2 separate regions of the Mus musculus genome follow, and region 1 is linked to region 2. A link is a contact called in public HiChIP or PLAC-seq data. All regions are on one chromosome and are shown on one strand. The core of a region is the stretch at or near the end of the contact, and the rest is flanking DNA. Distances in the headings are between cores, read along the strand shown. Region 1 has its middle 120 kb from the start of Plxna2. Region 2 holds the start of Mir205hg (Mir205 host gene).

What was found. HiChIP or PLAC-seq counts read pairs in DNA pulled down with a chosen protein or histone mark.
Region 1: an H3K27ac HiChIP or PLAC-seq map of embryonic stem cells shows a contact between it and region 2, with 4 times the contacts expected there. The contact joins the enhancer-like site here to the promoter of Mir205hg in region 2. A contact is called at or near these places in 7 of 39 promoter capture datasets (the 3T3-L1 cell line, the HPC-7 cell line, embryonic stem cells and 4 more), 2 of 115 datasets of contacts at active chromatin or transcription factors (both in embryonic stem cells) and 1 of 9 other capture datasets (embryonic stem cells).

What each region holds. Positions count from the first base shown.
Region 1 is chr1:194,501,215-194,508,359 of GRCm38.p6, reverse strand. No RefSeq gene overlaps it. Among named protein-coding and RNA genes, the nearest start is that of Plxna2, 120 kb to the left of the region's middle. Within about 2 kb of position 2,394, at least 7 of the 459 cell types and tissues checked have an H3K27ac peak or open chromatin away from gene starts, as enhancers often do. A contact at or near this core is called in embryonic stem cells, where this site is marked.
Region 2 is chr1:193,505,558-193,512,034 of GRCm38.p6, reverse strand. Mir205hg (Mir205 host gene) reads left to right here and starts at 1,825. Exons shown (of 3, transcript NR_166150.1): 1 at 1,825-2,310; 2 at 3,136-3,300; 3 at 5,408-5,575. Mir205 (microRNA 205) reads left to right here and starts at 4,505; the gene lies at 4,505-4,572.

The DNA.
Region 1 (7,145 bases), core at 1,145-3,644, 1.0 Mb before region 2:
CATTTCCAGTGGGACTGAAATTTGGTCATAGATTGTCAGCAGGGGAGTAAATTATTGCCAACCAACTTTACAATACTTAAAAATAAAAGAAATACTGCTTTGATTTGGAGGGGAACCACATTGTCCCTATAACTCTGACTACATTCAGTGTTTATGCTGGTCTGGAGTCTGGGTGCCTGCTTGCTATCAAATTGTCATGAAGGACAGGGGTATTTAGTCTCCTGCTTAGAGGTATCAGGAAAACAGTCCCCTAGTTTTGTGCCTACCTAAAAAAACTATTTTGCTCCCAGCCCCTTTCTTCAGTGCACCCCAGCTTCTTTCATGGGTTACCAACATCTTCAACATAGGGACCATACCAAATTTTTCAGTCCCTAAAGCCCCCAATTAAGAGAAAAAAGACCATCTATATGCCAAGGGTTATTATACAAAGCATTTCCATCTGTCTTTTCTATTGGAATTGCTTCTGTTCCAGATCCAAAGAGAGTATTTAATTTTAAGAAAAGGGAATTGTAGGGAAAGAGTGGTATCATTGTGGTCACTCGGGCTTATATGCAATTCAGTCATGGAGGTGAACCTCCAGGGAGGTGGAGGTGAGACTAAGAACTCTTTATGAAGAGCAAGTGTATATCTCTCTGTTATGTGAGACCTGAACTGCTTCCTTCCTAAAGGACTTCAGGTTACTCTTGTTCACTGAGTGATGTATAAAAACCTGGTCCTGGTGGACATCCAGGACCAACTAAAGCATGTCTTTGGCAAGCTTTTATACCTTGCTTCCCCTGGTGGTTCACCCCCTAACTCACTATCTCTTGCTTTCTGGGCCAACCCTTTCTACCCCTTGCCTTATGCACACTACCTGCCTTCCTCTGATGCTTTTTTCTCTTCTACAATCAAGTTCTGTTAAATTCTAGATAACCTTTATCACCAACCATACTAGTATTTCCCAAATATCACCCCCTTTCTAGATTCTTTCCTAATTCAATCAACTCTAATCCCCTCTTCTTCCTCTGAAAAACCATAGTACATTGTCCATCCTCTACTAACAGTTTGTATATTTGCATAGTTTCCTTATATCCTTCTAGGCTATGACTAACATTTGCATAATCAGCAATACTTAATTCCTAAGACTTTGCCTGCTATGTTAGTGTGACAGACTAACTCATTTTTCCTCATTTGAGGGGGAGTTATGATTTCCTTTCATTTTTATTGATACCTCCATTGAAATGGAGGATTAATATCGTCAAAGAGCTCCAAGAGAAAGGTAGACTATGCCAGTCTGTTTTCCCTCACTGTGTGAAAGTACCTGAGATATACAACTTCTAGAGAAGAAAGATTTATTTTGACTCACAGTCTCTTGGCCTTTCTCAGTTTGGGCCTGCTATTTGTAAGAGAAGAGTTCAGCAGAGGAACCTGAGAAAGTAGAACTGCTAACTCCACAGTGGCTGGAGAGAGGGAGGAAGGAAGGGAGGGAGATGAAGACAGAGATAGAGAGAATTACTCACCTGGTTACCACACAGTGGCTGGGAAAGAGAAATCGAGAGGAGAGCCAGGATTCTGATATTTCTGGTACATCTGCAGTGACTCACCTCCCTCCCTCGAAATCTTCAGTCTCACCTTTTAATGATTCTGGCATCTTTTAATAAAATCACAGGCAAGTGACTAAGCTTTGACACATGCCTTGCAGGGCATTTGAGATCCAACCTGAAGAATGTCCCCAGCTGCCTTCTAGTTGAGGCAGTTTCAGGGTCTAGCAATTTCTCAAGCAGTGGGGAGGGTGGGGAGGGGATATCCCGCAACCTTTGCTGATATATTGGGATTCCTTGGCCAAAGAAGCAGGTTCCTGGTTCTCCTATGGGATTTTCAGCTTGTGTGAGAAGGCAACTGGAAGGGAGATAAGAAGTGATTTAAATTCATACTAGGCAGCAAATGGCTTATATAAATTATTTGTTAAGAACACATCGTAATAGAGACTGTGGCTCTTGATGCTTAAAACTGAGAATGGCGCAGAGGTATATGAGAGAGAGCAGGATCTGGGAGTCACTAATATAAACTATAATATAAGTGATTTCTCATCTCTTAGCATTTAAGTTAGAGTCTTGCAATGGGCAGAATTTCAGATGCTGCTGCCCATTTGTTAAGACTGAATAAGTCCTGAGTGATCCAGGCAGAGTTAGACTGGATGCTACAGGAGGCTGTGGTCTGCCTCAGAGAAGATAACCCACCTCCTGCTTCACTAATTTACTGGAAGGCTTGAATCTTTATAATGGAAATGCCGCCATTGTTTCTACTGCAGTGATTTTTTTTTTTTAAACCTTTGCCTGGAAAAGGGTGAGGGTGAGAGGAAAGAGACTCTGAGGTCATTCAGTACCCCAGGGCAGAGAAGCAGTAAAGAATCATTGTATAGCTTCCCTCCCTATGCCTCCACAGGCTCACGTGTATTTAGACAGCGCCACTGTTTCTCTGTCTTGGAGATAATGCTTCCTTCCTTCTGTCAAGTTCCAACTCTGATTCAATTTTGAACTGAACTCCCTCCCACTCTCTCTTATTGTAACCCAGAGGAGATGGCAAGCAGCTGGTCACCATCTTCCTTATGATAACCCTTCATATGGTGCAATTTTATTTCCTTAAATTGATGACAGTGTGCTGGGTGCTTTCCATTGCAGACACATTTTAATAGATGCTTTTAACATACAGTGGAATGAGGGAGAAAAAACAACGACTCTGTCATGTTTGGGCACATTCTATGTTTGAACATCATTACATTCAAACAAAGCCAGTGGCTTCTGTTTAGAGACTGAGTTCATGGACTTTGCACATCACACAGCCTCAGTGAGTAGTCATAATGGTGCATCTCAGCAATGGCTGCCCTTGGGAGAGGTGTGATGGGTGGTACAACTCTAAAACCCACTTTATCTGTGATCAGTTATTTACCAACTTAATAATATTGCTGCTATGATATAGGAGTATAGATATATAGAGTGAGTAAATTCACTCTCATCATACTGCCCCTCGGACCCTTGCTAGGAATGCATAGCCCTGTTCACTTCAGCTACCAGTTTATCTGTCTTTTATTTAGTCTACCTTTTCAGATACTTCTCACTGAAGAAAACTGATTTTCCCTCTCTCAGCAGCCATAGTTTGCCTATAGTTCTTCATCTAAAGTCAGCCCCTGTGAGGTTCCTCTCATTTGCATTAATAGATACATATATCTATATTAATTATGATACACAGTTATCCCTGGGTAGGATTTGCTTAGGTGGCCATATTGTTGAGGTTTCATGGATGCAAATCCATGTCGTGTATAGAAGACACCACCTCACAGCAGATATCTTGGAATGCTGACATAATTTTCCTACCCCTTCTTCCCAGCTGTCTATGGGTGGTGAAGCTATGGACCACAGAGGAGAACCTACTATTGTTACTTTCCTAATCCAGCCTAATTTTTTATATCTATGCTTATACACACACAGGTAAGTATGGTAGTCATCCATCATTGACAAAGCTTCTTTTTGCATCAGGCCGAGACCACAACAGAAATCCACAACTGATCAAAATGTAAAGTCCAGCAGATGATGAGGTCTTCAAACTTCGTAGACACATCAAAAATGCAATTTCTACATCCAAAGACCAAGAAACACTGTCCATGCCTTCTATCATTTTTTACCAATTTCACCTTGTGTTTGTTTTGTTTTGGGGAGACCTACATCTTTATGCATTCTCTGTTCTACATTGTGTGTTCTATTCCTTACACCAGGTCCTCTGCTCTACTCAAAGCTGACATTCCAGGTGTGATTGGTGATCTCTCCATGGGCTGTGTGGGTTTTTTCTGTAACCACCAGCAAGAAGAGGGCAGTTCTGGGGCTGGAACTCACTGGTCTGGACTACAGCCAGAAGTTAAGTATGGGTTGAGAGAGGCAGTGAGTATCCTGGACATATGTGCCCTCCAGGAAGTTTCCCATCTGTACTGGCATGCTGCCTGCATACAAGCTGTATACCACAAATGCTGGCTGAAGCAGCATGGAGCTCAAGATGTGCAGTCCTTCAATTTGCAACTCATTTGCCATTGGAACTTTCTAGTGGCACTAACTTTCTAATGGCACTAACTGCTACCCTGTGGCATTATCTTGTTATACTTGCCACCCATGCACTAGGAGGGCATGGTCTGGGAGGGTAAAGGACAGCCAGTCAAGAGTCATGCTGAGTGAGGTTAGGTGAGTAGGAGGCAAGAGCTCTAGAATCTTCACCTCTAAGCTTTTGTGGGGAAGCCCCAAACTCAAAACCATTTTAAATTTGTAATCAAAAGAAACCCTTCCATCTAAAAAAAGCAGTGAGCCTACTCTGTGTCCAGGGGAGAGACCATACGCTGGAATGATAAACATACAGGTAACTTCTTAATGTAAAATTCACGAGAAGCTGTGGGGGAGAAAGGTCCCTTTGTAGTCAGTCTGTCTTCGTAACCCCAGCTCCTGTGGCCAGGCTTTCCTATTAGCCCAGGCAGCCCTAGGAGTCTCAGGTTTGAGAAACAGCCATTAAAGACTTGGCTCCTGCTGGCATGTTTCTGTTTGCTGGCTGCCATGGTCTAGGATGGAGAGACAAAGGGATGAATAGTCCTGGGTGAGCAAAGGTGAGAAAAGAGAGGCGGGCAGAGGAGGGGCTGGTGGCAGGGTGACTGACTGATTGCTCTGTACTGTGGCAGGAGGCTTTCAGCAATAACAAGGACGTGAAGCTATTGCTTAAGTGCTTTTCATCATCCTCACCACTGTCAGGCCCATCAGCTCATTGCCAGTCAGGGGCTATGGTGTCCAGGTTCACTCATGTTTGAAGCTATCTCTTTCTGCCTTCAATATCAGGACAGGCATAATTTCTCTAGACCCTTTTGTTCTGGACATTGGGACCCAACCTGTACCTCAATTTGATGGATTCATCTGATTAGGGCTTGTGTGCCACTGCCCCTGACCATTGTGCTTCCCCTGCGACAGTGAGGGCCAGACATTGCTGCTCTTGTCCTACATGTGTGGTTTTGTGGCTCTTTGTACCCATATATGTGAATTGCTTCCTATCCTAGGATTGGCTGCACCACTTTGGGCTTAGAGTCTGTGGTACCTGGGTCTCCCTCCCAAAGACCAAGAAAGTGATATTTTCCAGCATCCTAAAATAGTGAGTCTTTCTTATATGCTGAAGTTGTATCAGAATTTACTTTGATTGTACTGAAACTGACCATTAAAGAAGTGATAATACAATACATGCAATGGTCTGGTACCACTTGTGTGTCCTCTAATGTGCTAAAGATATTCATCTCCAATTCACAAGCAGAAATCTAAGCTTAGGGAGGTTAAGTAACTGAACTCAGATCATGTGAATATGACCTCATGTTTTCCTCAGAGCTGTAATTTAAGATTGCATGTGTGGCTAACTGATTTATTTCTTAATCAGTACTGTGAAAGAGTGATACAAAGACTGGATTAGAGATTGCAGCAAGGAAAAACCCTGCTTTACACACTTAATAAGTTTTAAATGGTAAATTCTGTTGATTCTCATCATTTTATCTTTGCCATTTAGATTGATATCTTCCTTATTCCCATTGTGGATGAAGTAAGGTAATTTATAAAAATGGCTAGTGCAAAGTCTTTAAAATAAACAGCAGCATCTTACAGATCCACCTGCCCTTAAGCATCACAATTGGGAAAAACCACTGGGCTTGCAGGAGGTGACTGTCTGTTGCTTGCACAGTTCATGTTTCTTTACTTTTATATTTGTGATCAAAAATAAGAGAAAAGATGAGTTATATCACAGTTAGCCTCTAAGTGTTACTAGCTTGCAACAACAAAAGCTTATTTCTCCCTCTGTGCTGTGTGTCTTAGTCAGTCTGGGCTGTTATAATAGGATGCCGTACACTATAACATCAGTAAACAATACACATTTATTTCCCACAGCTCTGGCGGCTGGAGAGCCCAATATTAAGGTGCCAATAGATTTGTTATTGGGTGAGGTCCCACTTCCTGGTTCACGGAGGGTATCTTGTGTGTCCTTTCATGGAAGAAGAGGGAAGACAGATCTCTGGGGATCCTTTTATAATGATCCTAAACTCACTCATGAAAGCTCAATTCTCCTAAAGTCCTGTCTCTAAATACCATTTCTCCAGGGTTAGGATTTCAACACGTGAACTCCTAAAAGGAACATTCTGGCCACTGTATGGTATGTTCACATCTCAAGTTGACCATTTCCCTATTTCACAGTCATTTTTGCTCCAGGGCCAAGAGAAAGATGCCTCCCTAGCTAGGGTACACGAGTCAGCAGCGACAGAGAGGAAAGACATGGTGGAGCACACATAGACACCTCTTATTTCTGTCCATTCATCATTGGCCAAAACCAGATTCATGGTCACTACAGTTTTGTGTTTGTGTTTCTTGAATTAAGTCTCACTCTATAGCTTAGGCTGACTTCAAACTGTAGATCAACCAGCTGCAGCCTCACAATGTTAGGATTATAAGAATATAGAGTTATACCAGAGTACATGATTGCTACTGAGCTTAACAATTGCTGCTCTAGGAACCTCTCACATGGAGAGAGTCGGAATCAGCATGAATAGCAAAGAGTAAGTCGATCTACCCCAAATTTTAAGTAGGGTGTTTAGGTTTGCCAGTTTTGATAAACCAATTTATTATCTAAAGTAACAAAACACACTTAGGTACTGTGGAAACAGTTTGACTGCTCAAATTCCTGTAGGAAAACTAATGTTATTGCATATCCAAAAATCTCTAGAGCTAAGTCTTTTTATTCCCCATTAGAATAACTGCTTTTGTAATGCTATTCTTGATAATATGATATTTCTTAGGAATGCATAGTTTTATAGTAGAAAAGAGTACTTTTTTATTTCTCATTTTACAGAAACCTAAGTCAAAGTAGCTTATGGTTGTCCGATATACCAAAAAGAGGGAGTGGGGAAGCTTCAAGCTTATTTCTACAAATTGAATAATCTCCCTTCACATGTCTTTGCCTATATCTCTCTTCAACCACTTATCACAATTCTGTTATATTTAACTTATTTACTTTCTTTTTGTTTGTTTATTTGCACTCCTGAGGGTTGAAACAAGGCCCTGTGCATACTAAGTATGCATTCTACCTCTGAGCTGCACCTCAGCCTGATT
Region 2 (6,477 bases), core at 576-3,075:
TAGACTTAGGAGTGGAAGACAGGTAGCTTCCAGCAGAGTCACCACTGGGTGTGTCCCACACTTCCAGAAGCTGGAAAAGAATAGTCGAGACCCTAGCCAAATGCAAATTAATTCTATTTCTCACCACATTTAGGGGATCAAAGATGACAACTGGAAAGGAGAGATTTGAGATCAACAGGGTTTATGTTTGTCCTTTTGGCCTAGTCTCTCCTGAACCTCATTCCCCCATATTCTGGGGACAGTCACACTCTTCAACAGTTATTTAACTGTCTTCAAGTCCTATGCTTCTGAGAAACAGCTCTTGCCATTCATTTCCTTTAAGACTTGGGACATGGCTACCTCCTACAGAAAACACTCATAGGCCCTGCCCTTCATGGGCCTCAGGCCTATGCTGCCTCTCCATACCTCAGGGTAGCTCTAAACCCTTAGGAGGTCTCCTTCCTAGGGAGGGTTAATTCAAACAGCTCCCAAACCTTTTCTGGCTATCCTCTCAGATTCAGTTCAAAGGAACCTTCTCTGTGGACCCTTCCCAGACTCTTAGCAATGGAAGGGGAATGTTTCCTTTAGGGGATGCTCATTGCATTGTATTAATCTGTTTCTATGACTGTTCACTTGTATCTAGGTGTATCTAGTTGGGAGAGCCTAAAAGATGAACTCAAAGGATACAGAGTATCCCCTGCTGGGATGAGCTGCTCAGTGAGTGAATGGATGAAATGGGGAAAAGAAAGGCATAGGAAGAAGGCACAGTGAGCAAGAACTGACAAAAGGCAGTGAGAGTTATATTCTGGGAGACTTTGTATGAGTCAGTGAAGCCACATAGGTCTGGGTAGGCACACATCTTGACTTAATACTAGCTATAGAAGTGTGCCTCATAAGCATTATAAGCCTCCTTCCCTAGCTGTGGGAAGAGGTTGGAGTTAGCAGGTGGCAAAGAAGATTTGCAGCAGGTTCTCCGAGTGGCTCTGGAACAGACCAATATGCTCTGCATACTGTGTTCTGCGGTTCCTTACTCTCCTGAAAGGGGAGGACTCTGCTTTTGCCCAGAAAGGGTCTACTTTGAGAACAAACAAAAGACACCAAACTTCTAGGATTCATTTAAAGAGACTTCTATATCCCATGTCCTCCAGGAAAACTAGGCAAAAGGGAGCAGGAGCAGTGCTAAGGAAGGAGGAGGGACAAGGAGAGGGGGAGGGGGGAATGGATGCATGGAGGTGAAGCGAGGTGGGAGGTAGAACTAACAGCTTCTTCCCCAGTTCCTTCTGTCCTCCCAACTCCCTCACACAGCAGAGGCCCTTCCTCTAAGGAAAGAAAGGGAAGTGAGGCCTCTTGGGTTATAAAACCAGGATAAGTCACAAGGTCCCTGAGGCTCTGTCCCTCCTCCGACCTCTTCCTGCAGCACCACATAGATGAATGGACAGGTACTGGGCTAAAGGTGCGAAAGGACTTTGATTCCTGCTCCCTACACAGCTCCGTATGGATGTAAGCATGTGGACACACACACACACATGAACAGCCTCCATGACCCAGATTAAGATCTGAAAGGTCCTTGCCCTCTACTATTGGGGGGGCTGGAGCTTCAGCCCAAGGCTAAGATAACCTGCGTCTTCTTGCTCTGGGCAGAGGGAGACCCCCACCTGACTACAGAAACAATGAGAGAAAAAGGTTTGAATTCAGAAAGGCCTCTGCAAGCACGTCCCACCCCCAGAGGTGTGGTTCTTGGAGGCGGATCCAGCAGCCAAGTCCTGTCTTCATTGGTTGGGCTCAGCAGGTAACTGGAAACTTGGCTGAGAGGTGCATAAATAGAGAGACCGGTGCCGCCTCCTCACCCCTGCCTTAGAAAAACCAGTTTCTCTTTTATTGTCTGTGGCCAAGCTCTATTTAGCTGAGCCTCTGCACTCCACCCCCTCTCTTTCCAGCTTCCTTTAGCCCCCTCTCTGCCACTTTCTCCTACTTTCCTATTGTCTTTTACTAAAGAGAGGACCACGTGTCTCTTTCTCCAGGAGCAACTTCTCTGCCCAGGCCGCTGAGCTGAGCACCCTATAGAGCATGTGCCACCTCTTCTAGTCCTCAATTCTTGAGGGTAAAAGACTTTCCCAAGACTTAAAAATTCTTTATTGTTGTTGTTTTGCTTTGTTTTGTTTTGTTTTTTTGTTCGTTTTGGTTTGGTTTCTTTTCCCCAGGATTCTCTAACCATCCTCCAGCTTGGTACTCTCTTTAGAACCCCCCCCCCCAAAAAAAAAGTATTATTTTGCATCAAAGGCAAAGCTGAGCCTGATATCCGAAGGTATAGGTACTCCCATGTACTTGCAGGTGAGTCTGAAATCTCCGGTTTGGGCGGGTGAGTGTCTTGATCCTCAGGATCATGCATAGGGCCAGAGGGAAGAGTGGAAGGCGGGCTTCACTGGAAATCAAGTATCAACTTCTTTCTTTGTTTTCCGGGGAATTTCTGAGCTGTTGGGTGTTAATCTTGATGATAATGGAAGTGGGTGCCAGGCAGCTGAATACCAACACAGCAATTCTGTCGAGCTTCCTGGGGACTGACTTGACTAGAGGAATGTGTACCCACTGCCTAGTCCTAGGGTACTTAGCAGCGCATGCAAGACCTGCTTCCCTTCTGAGGTTCTTAAGTGCAAGATGGGTTTTTAAGACATTTAGGGCACAGCCCTGAAGGCCCCTGGAAGAGCAATCACTGGCTAAAACTCTAGCCCAACATGAGCCTTGTTGGTTCTCTGACCCAACCCAATACTGTAACTAGACAAGACACATCACTGGAGATTGCATTGGTAAAGGCCTGCTGAGTGGGAGAACCTGAATACTAGACATGATATGCAGAGTGTATCAGGTATAAGTTTCCAGGTTGTAGATCAACTCTTCTTACAGCAGCAGCAGGTCTGGTCTGCAGGAACAGAGGGATGTTATGAGGGGAGGCAAGACTTTCCTGAGCTGCCTCCGCCCTACCCTTTCATATGGCCTGTTAGCGCTATCAAGCCTTTTCTTCTCTGGATTCCACTGGGAGGATCAAGATCTCAAATAAGGATGAGTCCAATTGTGGACTTGAGGAATCTGATGGGCTTCCTTAAGAGTTGGGTAAGGGGAGCTTGGACAGAGACCTAATGATGACCTTTTTGTTTTCAGAACTGAGCTGAAATTCCACAAGAAGCCAAGACTCCTTCCAACCCAGAACTACCTCCCACAGTCTCCTGCCTTCCTTGGTCAGAGCCAACAGACCTGTGTCTCTCTCCCCTTTGATAGGAAGTGGGTCAGAGGTGGTGTGGGGGCTTCTGTGGTCTTGATAACTCAGTAAGTATTCGCTAAGAGACTGAACAGAAGATTCACAGAACCTCTTGCTCTCTGCACTCAGCACCCTGCCTTCTAGTGTGCCTGTGCACACCCTGAGAAAGGTGCCTTAGTTTGGACCCAGGAAAGTGGGATTCTTCCCTAACCATAGCTAGAAATCCCTGCTTTTGTTTAAGAGTCTTTCTCAGAGGCCTGATGGCCTGGGGGCTAGATGGGAGAGGTGGAGCCTCTTTGTCAGGTCAGAACAAGCCCAGGAAGAAGAAAGTATTCCAAACAAGGTAGGCCAGCCCTACCCACCCTGTCTGCTTGTCTCTGCTTAGAGCAGCCTTTTATGAGGCTTACACTGAGCAGCAGACATGTCTGAACAAAGCAAAGAGGCCAATGCAACCCTGCAAAGCTCCTGCTTGGTGAGCATTTTCTTTTGGGCAGGGACAGAAAGTCCACAGGTATTACATGGCCTCTCAGTGTAGCTCAGTCTCTGAAAGCCAGTTATATGCTGGCCTCCCTCCCTTGACTACCACCCTAGGCTCCTTAGAGAAGCCATTTACTAATTCTGTGCAGATCTGGGGAAAGATATATAGTCATTAAAGACTGACTTTCCCAGACTATGCTTCCCCAGCTATGGGGAGAGGATCAAGAATTCTTCCCTTCACCACCCACTGGCCCCATAAACAGGCCTGTTCCTGTTTATGCAGACGAGCAGAGTCACTGTCCTCCGCTTATCCTGATTACACACCAGCATCCAGGCCTGAACTGGGCTGTTCATGCTGCTTTTTCAGAAGAATACCTGCTCCCCTGTATTCCACCTTTTGGTACAAAATGAAAGAAAGTGTGCTTTCTCTAGATATCACCAACATACCTAGCTCTGGTATGGAACACTCATTGAAGAGGAGAGCCAGCATCCTAACTAGGTATACAGAATGGAGACTCCACTTGGATTTATCTGGGATGGCCCTTCATGGGCAAGAAACTACCTAGAGTCCAGCCCCACACACAACATTGGCTATACCACCCAGAGTACTCTGAGGTGGGAACATGAATGCTTGAGGGTTTGAGTATTCAGGTCCTCACCAGGTCCTGAATGAATGAATACAGGTATTCAGGTCCTGTAAGAGTGGGGTTGCAGGATCCTGAAGGTCTCCTTCAGGTCACACAGCACTACACGAGGAGGCTTAGTAGACAAACAGCCCCAGACAATCCATGGGTCCTCTTGTCCTTCATTCCACCGGAGTCTGTCTTATGCCAACCAGATTTCAGTGGAGTGAAGCTCAGGAGGCATGGAGCTGCCAGCGGTGGACTGAAGCACAGCATTTGAACAGAGGCATTCTGCAAAAATACAGTCACTAAAAGCACCTGCAGCGTGTGCTTTTGCAGAGGGGTGGCAGTGGCAGGCAAGAGCACACTGCCAGTGATTGCTGTGTGGCCTTTCTTCCTAAAACCAATGCTTCGGAAATGTGTATTTTTCTGTAACTTGCAAAATTAAAAGTTGCCTATCTGCTGACACGCCCTCCTGCCTCTCTGCCCTATGTTATCAGTATCTTAAACCTGCACCCTGCAGGCTTAAATCCCAGATAAACTCAAGGAAGTCCTGCTGCCTCCCTGCCTCCCTCTCTCCCTAGGGTTTCCAGGCAGGTAGCTGGGACATCATTTGCAACCAGCCAGGGACCCTATTGCCCTCAGACTCTCCACAGTGCCAGTAAGACCTACAGAACTGGGGAGGAAATCCCCATTAAGATTATTTAAGTCTATTTATATTGTAATAAAATAAATGTAAAAAAAAAAGATTTAAATGAAGGCAGATTCAGATCTTTCTGACATCGTACAGGATATAACTCAGCAGGCAGTGTAAATTCTGGAAAGGTTAATGCATTTAAACATATTTGACACATAAAGCTGCCAGATCCGACTTTAATCACTCACCAAGTGTAATTGCCTTTTCCTGGGTCCCTCTGCACCAGAACATGTGCTCAGGCTTGTAGGAATCTGCGGTGGGGTAGGGACAAATACTTCGCTGTCAGGGTCCGTGGTTTGCTTTGATTGATTTGGCGTTGACTTGATTGGCTGTTGTGTTGCTTTTGTGTTTGTCTTAAACAACGCATCTCTCCTTTAGAGAAAAAGACATAGGATTGAGCCTGAAGGCGCAAGTCCAAAAGAAGTCCACTTAGTATGAAGTACCTGCCCAGAGAAACACTTTATGGAATTAACACTTCCTCAATGGAGGAGTCTGCTTGAGGAGCCACTTGGCAAAAATAAATAAATAAATAAATAAATAAATTAATTAATTAATTAATTTTTTAAAAAAGCCAGACACTAAACAAAACCTACCTCTGGATCTGGAAGATGCCCTGCATCATATTGGGCTAAGCTCAATAGAGCCCATAGCTGCCATTTCTCTTAGGAACTGAACATAAAGGTCACTTTGGTATCCGAGACCCTATATTCTGAATGCCCCACAGTGGCCTCTTCACCTCCCCAGACCATCTGTCCCAGGGAATCATGAGTTCCTCACACTGAATATAGGAAAACACATTTATCATAAATGTCTTGCCCTCCTGCTTCTATTAATATGAATGTCAAACTCAGCCCACACCTCTGTATACTGAGCCCCACAAATGATGAGGAGACCAACCCACAGGCATTAAGAAAATGTTTACCCATAACTATTACATAGTGGATCTGACTGAAGCACCATGGTAGTCTGGGTTTCGAGCTAGCTAACTAGTAAATGCCTCTATTTTGAGCTTTGCAAGGAATCCAAAGGCTAGAACAAAGAAAGCACCAGGCAGACATGATGTGATATTCTTATACGTGGCAACCCGCAACTTGGGTTCTTTTCTAGAGAAGGAAACATACCTGTGTTTCTATGTAACTCTGCTCAAGGAGGGAAAAGAAACAAAGTGGCCGGTAGTGATTGCAGAAGAAAAAAACTACAAAGTAATCTAGGCCACGAGACTATAACCAAAGGTTCTGCATCACACACCTTAATCCCACTCCAGTCCCAGCTTCATATTTTCAGCTGTGACCTGGGGCTCTCTGCAGGTCGGGCAGAGATCTGAACTGCCCTGTCCTCCCTCTGGCAGCACAGATTGCTGATTCCCTCCTGTAGAAGCAAAAGCCCTTGCACTCGACTAGAGCAGCCTGCCAGGGAAGCAGTGTGAGTCAAGAGCTGGAGAGAACTGC